Regions from separate parts of the Mus musculus genome. Here regions 2 and 3 are each linked to region 1. The links are chromatin contacts, called in public HiChIP or PLAC-seq and promoter capture Hi-C maps. All regions are on one chromosome and are shown on one strand. Each heading gives the region's core, a stretch centred on a gene start, on an enhancer-like site or on the middle of the called end of the contact. The rest is flanking DNA. Distances are from core to core; before and after follow the strand shown. Region 1 holds the start of Rpl13 (ribosomal protein L13). Region 2 holds the start of A530010L16Rik (RIKEN cDNA A530010L16 gene). Region 3 overlaps Acsf3 (acyl-CoA synthetase family member 3).

Evidence for each region. Promoter capture Hi-C pulls out the DNA fragments that hold promoters and counts their contacts. HiChIP or PLAC-seq counts read pairs in DNA pulled down with a chosen protein or histone mark.
Region 2: a contact with region 1 is called in a promoter capture Hi-C map of liver, with 7 times the contacts expected there. The contact joins the promoter of A530010L16Rik here to the promoter of Rpl13 in region 1. A contact is called at or near these places in 11 of 39 promoter capture datasets (cranial neural crest, embryonic stem cells, hematopoietic stem and progenitor cells and 7 more), 7 of 115 datasets of contacts at active chromatin or transcription factors (bone marrow-derived macrophages, embryonic forebrain, embryonic stem cells and 3 more) and 3 of 9 other capture datasets (adipose tissue, liver and pancreatic islet).
Region 3: a contact with region 1 is called in a FOXA1 HiChIP or PLAC-seq map of pancreatic cancer cells. The contact joins the enhancer-like site here to the promoter of Rpl13 in region 1. A contact is called at or near these places in 3 of 39 promoter capture datasets (hippocampal neurons, neural stem cells and stem cell-derived epiblast-like cells), 1 of 15 datasets of contacts at CTCF or cohesin (the NIH/3T3 cell line), 1 of 484 Hi-C or Micro-C datasets (bone marrow-derived macrophages), 3 of 115 datasets of contacts at active chromatin or transcription factors (embryonic stem cells and pancreatic cancer cells) and 4 of 9 other capture datasets (adipose tissue, embryonic stem cells, liver and 1 more).

What each region holds. Positions count from the first base shown.
Region 1 is chr8:123,101,014-123,103,842 of GRCm38.p6, reverse strand. It overlaps Rpl13 (ribosomal protein L13), which reads right to left and starts at 1,493. Exons shown (of 6, transcript NM_016738.5): 1 at 1,398-1,493; 2 at 1,081-1,190; 3 at 857-998; 4 at 487-660. The coding sequence starts at 1,184. It overlaps Snord68 (small nucleolar RNA, C/D box 68), which reads right to left and starts at 785; the gene lies at 738-785.
Region 2 is chr8:122,761,392-122,764,220 of GRCm38.p6, reverse strand. It overlaps A530010L16Rik (RIKEN cDNA A530010L16 gene), which reads left to right and starts at 1,460. Exons shown (of 3, transcript NR_151739.1): 1 at 1,460-1,567; 2 at 2,047-2,289; 3 at 2,817-2,829.
Region 3 is chr8:122,798,213-122,801,041 of GRCm38.p6, reverse strand. All of the region lies in intron 6 of Acsf3 (acyl-CoA synthetase family member 3), which reads right to left. Among named protein-coding and RNA genes, the nearest start is that of Gm35466, 24 kb to the left of the region's middle. Within about 2 kb of position 1,486, at least 2 of the 459 cell types and tissues checked have an H3K27ac peak or open chromatin away from gene starts, as enhancers often do. A contact at or near this core is called in pancreatic cancer cells, where this site is marked.

The DNA of each region.
Region 1 (2,829 bases), core at 244-2,743:
ATAGACCCCATTATCACGGGGTCTGCTTTAGTTCCCAAGGATCAGGCTGCCTGGGCCTGCAGCACCTAGCATTTTCCGTCCCGGTGCGCTGGCTGACTACAGCTCCACTGAAGGAACAGAAGAAAGCCATCCTTACCCCACCCTCAGGAAGCCCACACTGACAAGAAACCCACCGATCCTTGTTACAAAACTCTTTACACTTCTGAATACCGAGATACTTTCTGTACCGAGATGCCCCTGAACGTCCTGGTAGGGTGAACGCTCTAGAACAGCATACCAGGCTCCAAGTCAATAGCTCCCAACACTAACAGACACTGGAAAGCCCAGGGACACCATAGTGGCTCCCACTGATCTGCACGCGTCACCGCCGCCCCCAGTACGCTCTAACCTCCCACTGCTGCACTCATGTCAACTCTGCAGAGCTGGATCCAAGAACACAGACTCTATCTACACTGAGCCGGACCTCTGCCGCCCCGCAGGACTTACAGAACTGTCTCCCTTCTTCGGAGCAGAAGGCTTCCTGGGGAACAGGATGAGCTTGGAGCGGTACTCCTTCAGGCGCTGCACGTTGGCCTGCAGTGACTCCGTGGACTTGTTTCGCCTCCTCGGGTCCACAGAGATGCCGATGGTGCGAGCCACTTTCTTGTGGATGCCAGCCACCTGTTCAGAAACAGAAACTGGTCACCCACCTCGCAGTCACCCCACCCCAAGCCGGCCCTGCCGAGAAAACTCGGTGTCATCAGATGGAAAAGGGTTCAAAAGTACTTTCATCAAGTCAGTACAGCGATTCCGGAGAATGTCATCATTCCACCGAGCCCGAGGGACCTGCCAAGGGACCTCGCCCTGCCGCACTCACCCTGAGCTCCTCCAGGCTGAAGCCCCTGCCAGCCCGGACCTTGGTGTGGTATCTCACTGTAGGGCACCTCACGATGGGCCTGATGGGGCCGGACGCGGGGCGAGGGGCGATGCGACGCGCTTTCGCCTGCCGGGCCTTGCGCCTGCAGGAAAAGCACAGCCGTCACCTCCTGCCCCACGCGCGTCCCCGCCCTGGAGCCCACGCGAGCCACGCGCGATCTATACCTGCGGATCTTGCGCGCCGGCTGGTTGAACCAAGTGTCCACTCGCTGCTGCCAATCCTTGTGGAAGTGGGGCTTCAGTATCATGCCATTCCGGCTGGGCGCCATGGCTGCCTAAGGCCGCGAGGGAGAGGAGGGCGGCGAGTCAAGGCCAGGGTCCCCAACCCCGTCCCGGGTCCTCCCGCCCCTGCCCTGGCTCCGTGCTGTCGGCGCCCGGGCTCCTCCATGGCTGTCCGTGCGGCCTCTCTTCGCCGATGACAGCGGATGGAGGGCGATGGAGCCCGATGGACCACGATGGGACCGGCGGCGGCAGAGACTCACCTCCTATACAGGAGAACGGCCGAGCGGAAAGGACCGGGCACCGCAAAGCACCCTGGGCTTGTAGGGAGTCCGGCCAATCTCAAACGCCAATCAAAATCAGGCGAAAGGGAAGTGACGTCACGCGAACCCGCCCGCCGGCGGACCATCGCCTTTCTAGCCGTCGGGTTGGTTATTCTCGCTGGTTCCTAACTTCGCAGTGTGGGTATCTCCGGCGTGCTCAGGGGCGCACCTATGAATTAAACCCCTAAAACTCTTTCTCCCTCCTAGATCCAGTGTTTTTTCCCCGTCCACCCAGGAAAATTTATTATAGATTTGCCTGGAATTTATGTTTCCCCAGAACTGAAGCACGCACCCCCATTCCAGACTTCCCCCCCCACTTTAAGATTTTTATTTATTTTTACTTTATTTGTATGAGTGTCTCCCTGGTTTCATGGCTGTGCGTCGGATCCCCTACTACCGGAGTTCCTGGGTGCTGAGAATTGAACTTCTGAAACAGCAAGCAGCCAGTGATCGTAACTACTGAGTCATTTCTCCAGCCCCAAACTCCCCCATTTACTTAGATAACTCCTTTAGCCCTGACTTAACTCCTCGGGGGGAAATCAGGTGTGACGAAATACAATACTGAATTCCTACCCACAGTAGCAGCGACAACAAAACAGCCAAGGCATACACTGGTCCTACACCTGTATGCCTATAACCTTTTTTCACTCCTCATTCCCAATTACCAGGTTTCTTCCTGATCAAAATTCCACTACAGAAGCTGTAGAAATGGCTCAGTAATTAAGAGGGCTATAAATTTAAAAATCCACATTATACCCGGGCCAGATATCACAGGACCATAATCATAATTCATCTAGAAAATGAGACAGGACAATAGCAATTTCAATGCTTTTTGAGCAACTTAAACCCTCTTTTCTTTTTTTTCTTCTCCTTTTTTTTTAAGATTTATTTTATTTATGTAAGTACACTGTAGCTGTCTTCAGACACACCAGAAGAGGGCATCAGACTCCATTACCGATGGTTGTGAGCCACCATGTAGTTGCTGGGAGTTGAACTCAGGACCTTTGGAAGAGCAGTCCGTGCTCTTAACCGCTGAACCATCTCTCCAGCCCAACCCTCTTTTCAAAATTAAAAAGGAAGGGCTGGCAAGACAGCTTAGAGGGTTGAAGGTACTTGCTGCCATTTTATTCCTGGGACCCACATGGTAGAAGAGAACCAAGCTCTACATGCTGAGCTCATCCATGATATATATATATTTTCTCTGTCTCTCTCTCACACACACACACACAAACACACACACACACATACCACACACGCGTGCGCGCGCGAAAATAATGTCATAATGAAGCAGGCTGAGGATGTAATTCTTGCCTATTGGATGAGAGGCTAAATTCAATCCTCAGTAGGGGGGAGCCATTTTTTTTGAGTGTGG
Region 2 (2,829 bases), core at 211-2,710, 340 kb after region 1:
ACTGTATCTATCTACCAGAGAGGGCATCAGATCCCGTTACAGATGGTTGTGAGCCACCATGTGGTTGCTGGGAATTGAACTCAGGACCTCTGGAAGAGCAGTCAGTGCTCTTAACCACTGAGCCATCTCTCCAGCATAAATAAATATTTAAACAAAACTTTCTTCAGCTCAGGGGAAGACAGCTTTGTTTGTCACCATAGTGGGCTGGGACAGACACCTAGGTGTGCCATTATAAAGGGCACGCGGGAGGGGTGGGGGGATGTCTCAAACAAGCCAGCTTCCAACGTGTTCAAGATGCAGTTTCTCCCTCTCCTCCGCTGACCCTCAGGGTCCACCTCAGAGGGAGTCTCAAAGAAGACCAACCAAGATGCGGAGGGTGTTGTGAAACTCAGGCCGGCACAGAGTCCCTCTCGGTTGAGGAGCCCATGGGCTAGTACTACATTTGTCCTCGGCTCCAGAGGACGATTCTTAGGGTATGGTGATGTTTATGTGTAATTCCAGGCAGGAGGATCACGCGTTTGAGGCCAGCCTGGGCTACGTAGCAAGATATTGTCTCAAAAGAAAAAAAAAATAGGCCGGCCGCCTTACTTCCCGTGATAATAATCTTCCGGGTGAAGTCAAACACCCAACCCCCCACCCCAGACTGCCACACCCAACGCAGACTGAGCAATTTCACTTCCCGGTCCCCTGGGTGGGGGTGGGGGGCACCCGGCACGGTGGTGGAACATTCCAACACCCACACACTGAACGCTTCTGTTCTGGAACAGTTGTGGTAACCCTCCGGGAACCTGAGGCCCGAGGCCTGGAAAAAGTCTGGCCTGGCTGGGGCCTGCAGAGTGGCCTGGCTGGGGACAGCACCTCTGTTATTCATGCATCTGGCTACAGATGCAGCCTGGAGGTCTTAACCCTTCAGAGGAGGACCAACAGCCAGCTCCCAGGCTTCTTGCCTGCCTACGGAGACTATGATTTGGAGCCATGAAAATCTATAGCAGCCCTAGCTCTGTGATATCCTTATCTGGCGCTAGAAGGAACAGGCCTTTCTACAGGAGTGAAAGGGGAGGTCGGTATTGCAGAAGCAGAGTGGTCTGGCAGAGGTAGAGCCTCTAGCAGGTTGTGGCCCTAGTTTTTCTTGTTCTTGAAGCCTGAGGTGCTTCCAGAAGAGGCCACAGGAAGGCTTCTGGGAGTGAGGCTGGGTTCCGGCCAAGTTTGACAGAGCCTGAGGCAGCAATGGAGAGGCTGTCCCTGAGGTAGTGTCCCAGCATTGCGTTCTGCTCACGGCGGATTTGTGTAGTTGAGAAAGCCGTTGAAAAGACCTCATAGTGTTTTCTCCATGGGTGTCCACGTGGCCTGGCAGCTCCTGGGGAGAGGAAGCAGCGGCAGCTGGGGGGATGGCTGCCTGCACCGGGAGAGGAACAGGAACCTGGAACTGTTCTCACTGGCAGGCCAGAAGACTGAGCTTGAGAGAATGCAAGCTGTCCGGGGCAGCTGGACCAGGTAGCCATCTTGATTCTGTGTGTGATGCGCCACTGACTGGCTCCTGCCCAGGCTGACAGAACCGGTAAATGAGGTGAGGTGCCCTTACATGGCAGAGGCAGAGTAGATAAGCCTGAGCTGTGCAGACTACGGGATGTGGGGCAGAGGTAGAGCCAGAAAGTGGCCAGGACTCTGAGGCTTAGCATAGGCCCAAGAGCCAGATCCTAGTCTGGGCCAAGCTCAGGGACCGTCCTGTGTCCCCTTCCCCCACTGGACCAGTGGCACCTGGGTCAGACTCAGGGCTGATGGATGAGCCCCTTCCTGTAGACTGGCCCTGGGCAACTTGTGTCTCTCATGCCACTTGGCTTTCTGTAGTCACATGATACAGGATGGGTGGGCAGGGAATGCAGGACAGACGTTCACCTTTTACTAAGCTCAGCTCATTGTCCCCAAGCCACGTCTCTGAGTCCCCCTGGGTGTCCTTTCTTGGCCTGGATGACACCTGGGGCCATGGTCCTGGCTACTTTGGTTTGTCTTTCAGCCATGTCTCTGGTCTTCTATGGGTTGTCCCAGGTCCCCCATACAGGTTTCAGAGGCTGACATCATCTTTTCAAAGAGCACTCTCTGGTGTGGAAGCCCACAGAGACCTGCCTTGCTGCTTGTGATGAAGGAAGAGGAGCTTGAGGCCAGAGCACAGAGGACACCTGCTCCCAGCTGTGCACATGGTCACCAAGCTGTCACCAAGCTTCTCATGCCCCCCACTCCCACCTGTGCCCCAGCAGGCATGGCGTGCACTGACACTTGGTTGGGGGAAAGGTAGGATGCGACCTCAGAATTCAGGTCAGCATATTCTAAGGGGGTGCTGCTCTGAACAGGGGATACTTCTGAAAAAGTGGGGAGAAAAGAGAGACACCAGAGCTGGGACATACTTAGTCTCCTCCATGTCCAGAGAGAGGAGTCTGCCTGGGGCTCCGTCACATGAGGGAAACTGTCCCTTTAAGGCCAGGGTCCTGCTCTGTTCTGAGACTCTTGTTCAGGAGGGTTCAGGGAAGTCTATAGCTAGGACTGGCTTCAAACCAGGAATATCACCCTCTCTAAAGCTTGAGAGAAAAGCCAGAGATGACTTTAGATGTCTTCAGATAAACCCAGGAAGAGCAAGGGACCCTCTATTTTGATGGGAAAATCTAGCGGCTTTCAGGCTTTTTACCATATGAGCACCTTTAGGCGTCCCTCTGCAGAACCTCCTGGGTGCCCCCTCCCTCTGTCACCCGCCAAGTTCATGCCTTCACCCTGACACAGCAGACCAGCCTACCTTTGATTGGCTGGTTGTCTGCTGTCCCCAGGATTTCCTGCTTC
Region 3 (2,829 bases), core at 237-2,736, 300 kb after region 1:
CTGTAATGCAAGCATGTGGTTGTGTGTATCTGTAATGCAAGCATGTGGTTATGTGTATCTGTAATGCAAGCATGTGGTTATGTGTATCTGTAATGTAAGCATGTGGTTATGTGTATCTGTAATGCAAGCATGTGGTTGTGTGTATCTGTAATGCAAGCATGTGGTTATGTGTATCTGTAATGCAAGCATGTGGTTATGTGTATCTGTAATGTAAGCATGTGGTTATGTGTATCTGTAATGCAAGCATGTGGTTATGTGTATCTGTAATGCAAGCATGTGGTTGTGTGTATCTGTAATGCAAGCATGTGGTTATGTGTATCTGTCATGCAAGCTTGTGGTTATGTGTATCTGTAATGCAAGCATGTGGTTATGTGTATCTGTAATGTAAGCATGTGGTTATGTGTATCTGTAATGCAAGCATGTGGTTATGTGTATCTGTAATGCAAGCATGTGGTTGTGTGTATCTGTAATGCAAGCATGTGGTTATGTGTATCTGTAATGCAAGCTTGTGGTTATGTGTATCTGTAATGCAAGCATGTGGTTATGTGTATCTGTAATGTAAGCATGTGGTTATGTGTATCTGTAATGCAAGCATGTGGTTATGTGTATCTGTAATGCAAGCATGTGGTTGTGTGTATCTGTAATGCAAGCATGTGGTTATGTGTATCTGTAATGCAAGCTTGTGGTTATGTGTATCTGTAATGCAAGCATGTGGTTATGTGTATCTGTAATGCAAGCTTGTGGTTATGTGTATCTGTAATGCAAGCATGTGGTTATGTGTATCTGTAATGTAAGCATGTGGTTATGTGTATCTGTAATGCAAGCATGTGGTTGTGTGTATCTGTAATGCAAGCATGTGGTTATGTGTATCTGTAATGCAAGCATGTGGTTGTGTGTATCTGTAATGCAAGCATGTGGTTGTGTGTATCTGTAATGGAAGCATGTGGTTATGTGTATCTGTAATGCAAGCATGTGGTTATGTGTATCTGTAATGCAAGCATGTGGTTATGTGTATCTGTAATGTAAGCATGCAGCAAGATGAGAGTTGAGGGCAGGAGGATTCTTGCAGGCTTAAGGGCCAGCTATCTTGCTATAAATGCCAGTGAACAAAAAGTCCTGCAAGATGGAGACAAGGAACAACAACTGAGGAGTTCCTCTGGTCTCCACATGCATGCCATGGCATGTGCACCCCCGTACACATATAAAAACCTAGCATGTGCAGGATTGTGGGGAGCAATAGCCCAGCGGTGGAGCATTTGCTGAGTAGGTGTGGGTCCTGGATTTGACCCCTAACATTGCAAAACTGCAGATTCCAAACACGGAACAGAACCTGTTGATGGTGGCACGTGAAGCAGCCCGTCCCCTCCAGGAACCATTTGAGCAGTTCTCAAATATGCTGCATCATAACAGCAGGCTCCTCCCATGCACTGACCTTAGAGACAGAGATCCTTAGTTGCAGAAGAAAACCTCAAATCAATATGTATCAAAATGACTCATCAAGACCCAAGTCTGGAAACACCTCGTGTTGGTCAGTTTTTCATGGCTGTGACAAGCTTCTAAGAGGACAACTAAAGGACAAAGGAGTTGTTCTGCCTCGTGGTTCCCGAGGCTTCGTGGTCCAGGGTCACCTTGCTCCTCACTTCTGGACCTGTGATGAGGCGTCCGTCCCAGTGGGAGCTGAGTGGAGCGGGGCTGTCCACCTTATGGTGAGCAGGAAGCAGAGGGGAGGAGCTGGGAGAGCTCCCCCTTCGTGACTCGTTCCCCCCAAACTGGCTCTATCTCCCAGAATGCCATCCTGCCAAGATTCCATCAGGGGCTGGTTCTACTGATGTGATCAGAGGCCTCAGGGTCTACAAACTTTCTAAAGCCCATCCGCTGTCATCCATCCCCCCCCAACAGATCCTTCTGAAGACACCTCAGACTCAAATCACCACGCAAAACAAATGTCTCATAAATAGCAATTAGTGAACGCCCACCTCATGGAACATCTCTTTGCAGCAAAAAAGGAACACACATCACATCTGGCTGTGTTAGGGCTTTGATTCTAGTGTGACTCCCCAGGGTTCTACCACCTGATGTCTGGGAGGAAGCAGGACTTTAATGGAGCGCAGGGCTGGGGGCTGGAAGGAACCTCTCTCCATGGTCAAGGCTCTGGTTGCTGTCGATGGACTCTACAGATGCAGTAACCCCACAGCACAGTCATTTCAGGCCTCTTGCCCACCCAGGAATCCTCACATCCCAGTAATGCCATCTGACTAGTCACCAGCTGTGTTGGTGCCATCCCTGACATCGATCAGTGTGCAGCTACTTTACCGCACCCCACCTTCCCTCTCAGATACCCCCCTAGGGACCCTGCTGAGTTCTAACATCTCAGAGCAGCCCAGCTTGGCAGTAAACATCACCTGTATGATACTCACTGCACGGGTCCTATCCAACTGGAACAGAATAACACGTACAGCTAACTCAGTAACAGAAGGCTTGGCTCTAGGCAGGAGCACTGCATTCTTCCTGTGGCTAGAAAGCCAGTCAGTGTAACCTTACCACGTGTGACTTTAGGATCTAGTGAGAAGTCAAACATGGTGAAGCCAAGCTCCTTCCACAGCCAGCTATACAATGACACCTGAAGACCCCCTGCCCCACACAGCAAATTGCTGCCTGGCTCATACAGTGGGCAGGCAGCAGGCCTGAGGATCTTTAACCAGGGCCTCACCATGAATCTTAATCTCAGCTTCCATACAATAAGAATACATATTCCCAGGCCAGTGGCATGAACTAGAAGCACACCAGCTTATTAACACTGAGACACACGTCTGCCTCTCCCCCAGTCTC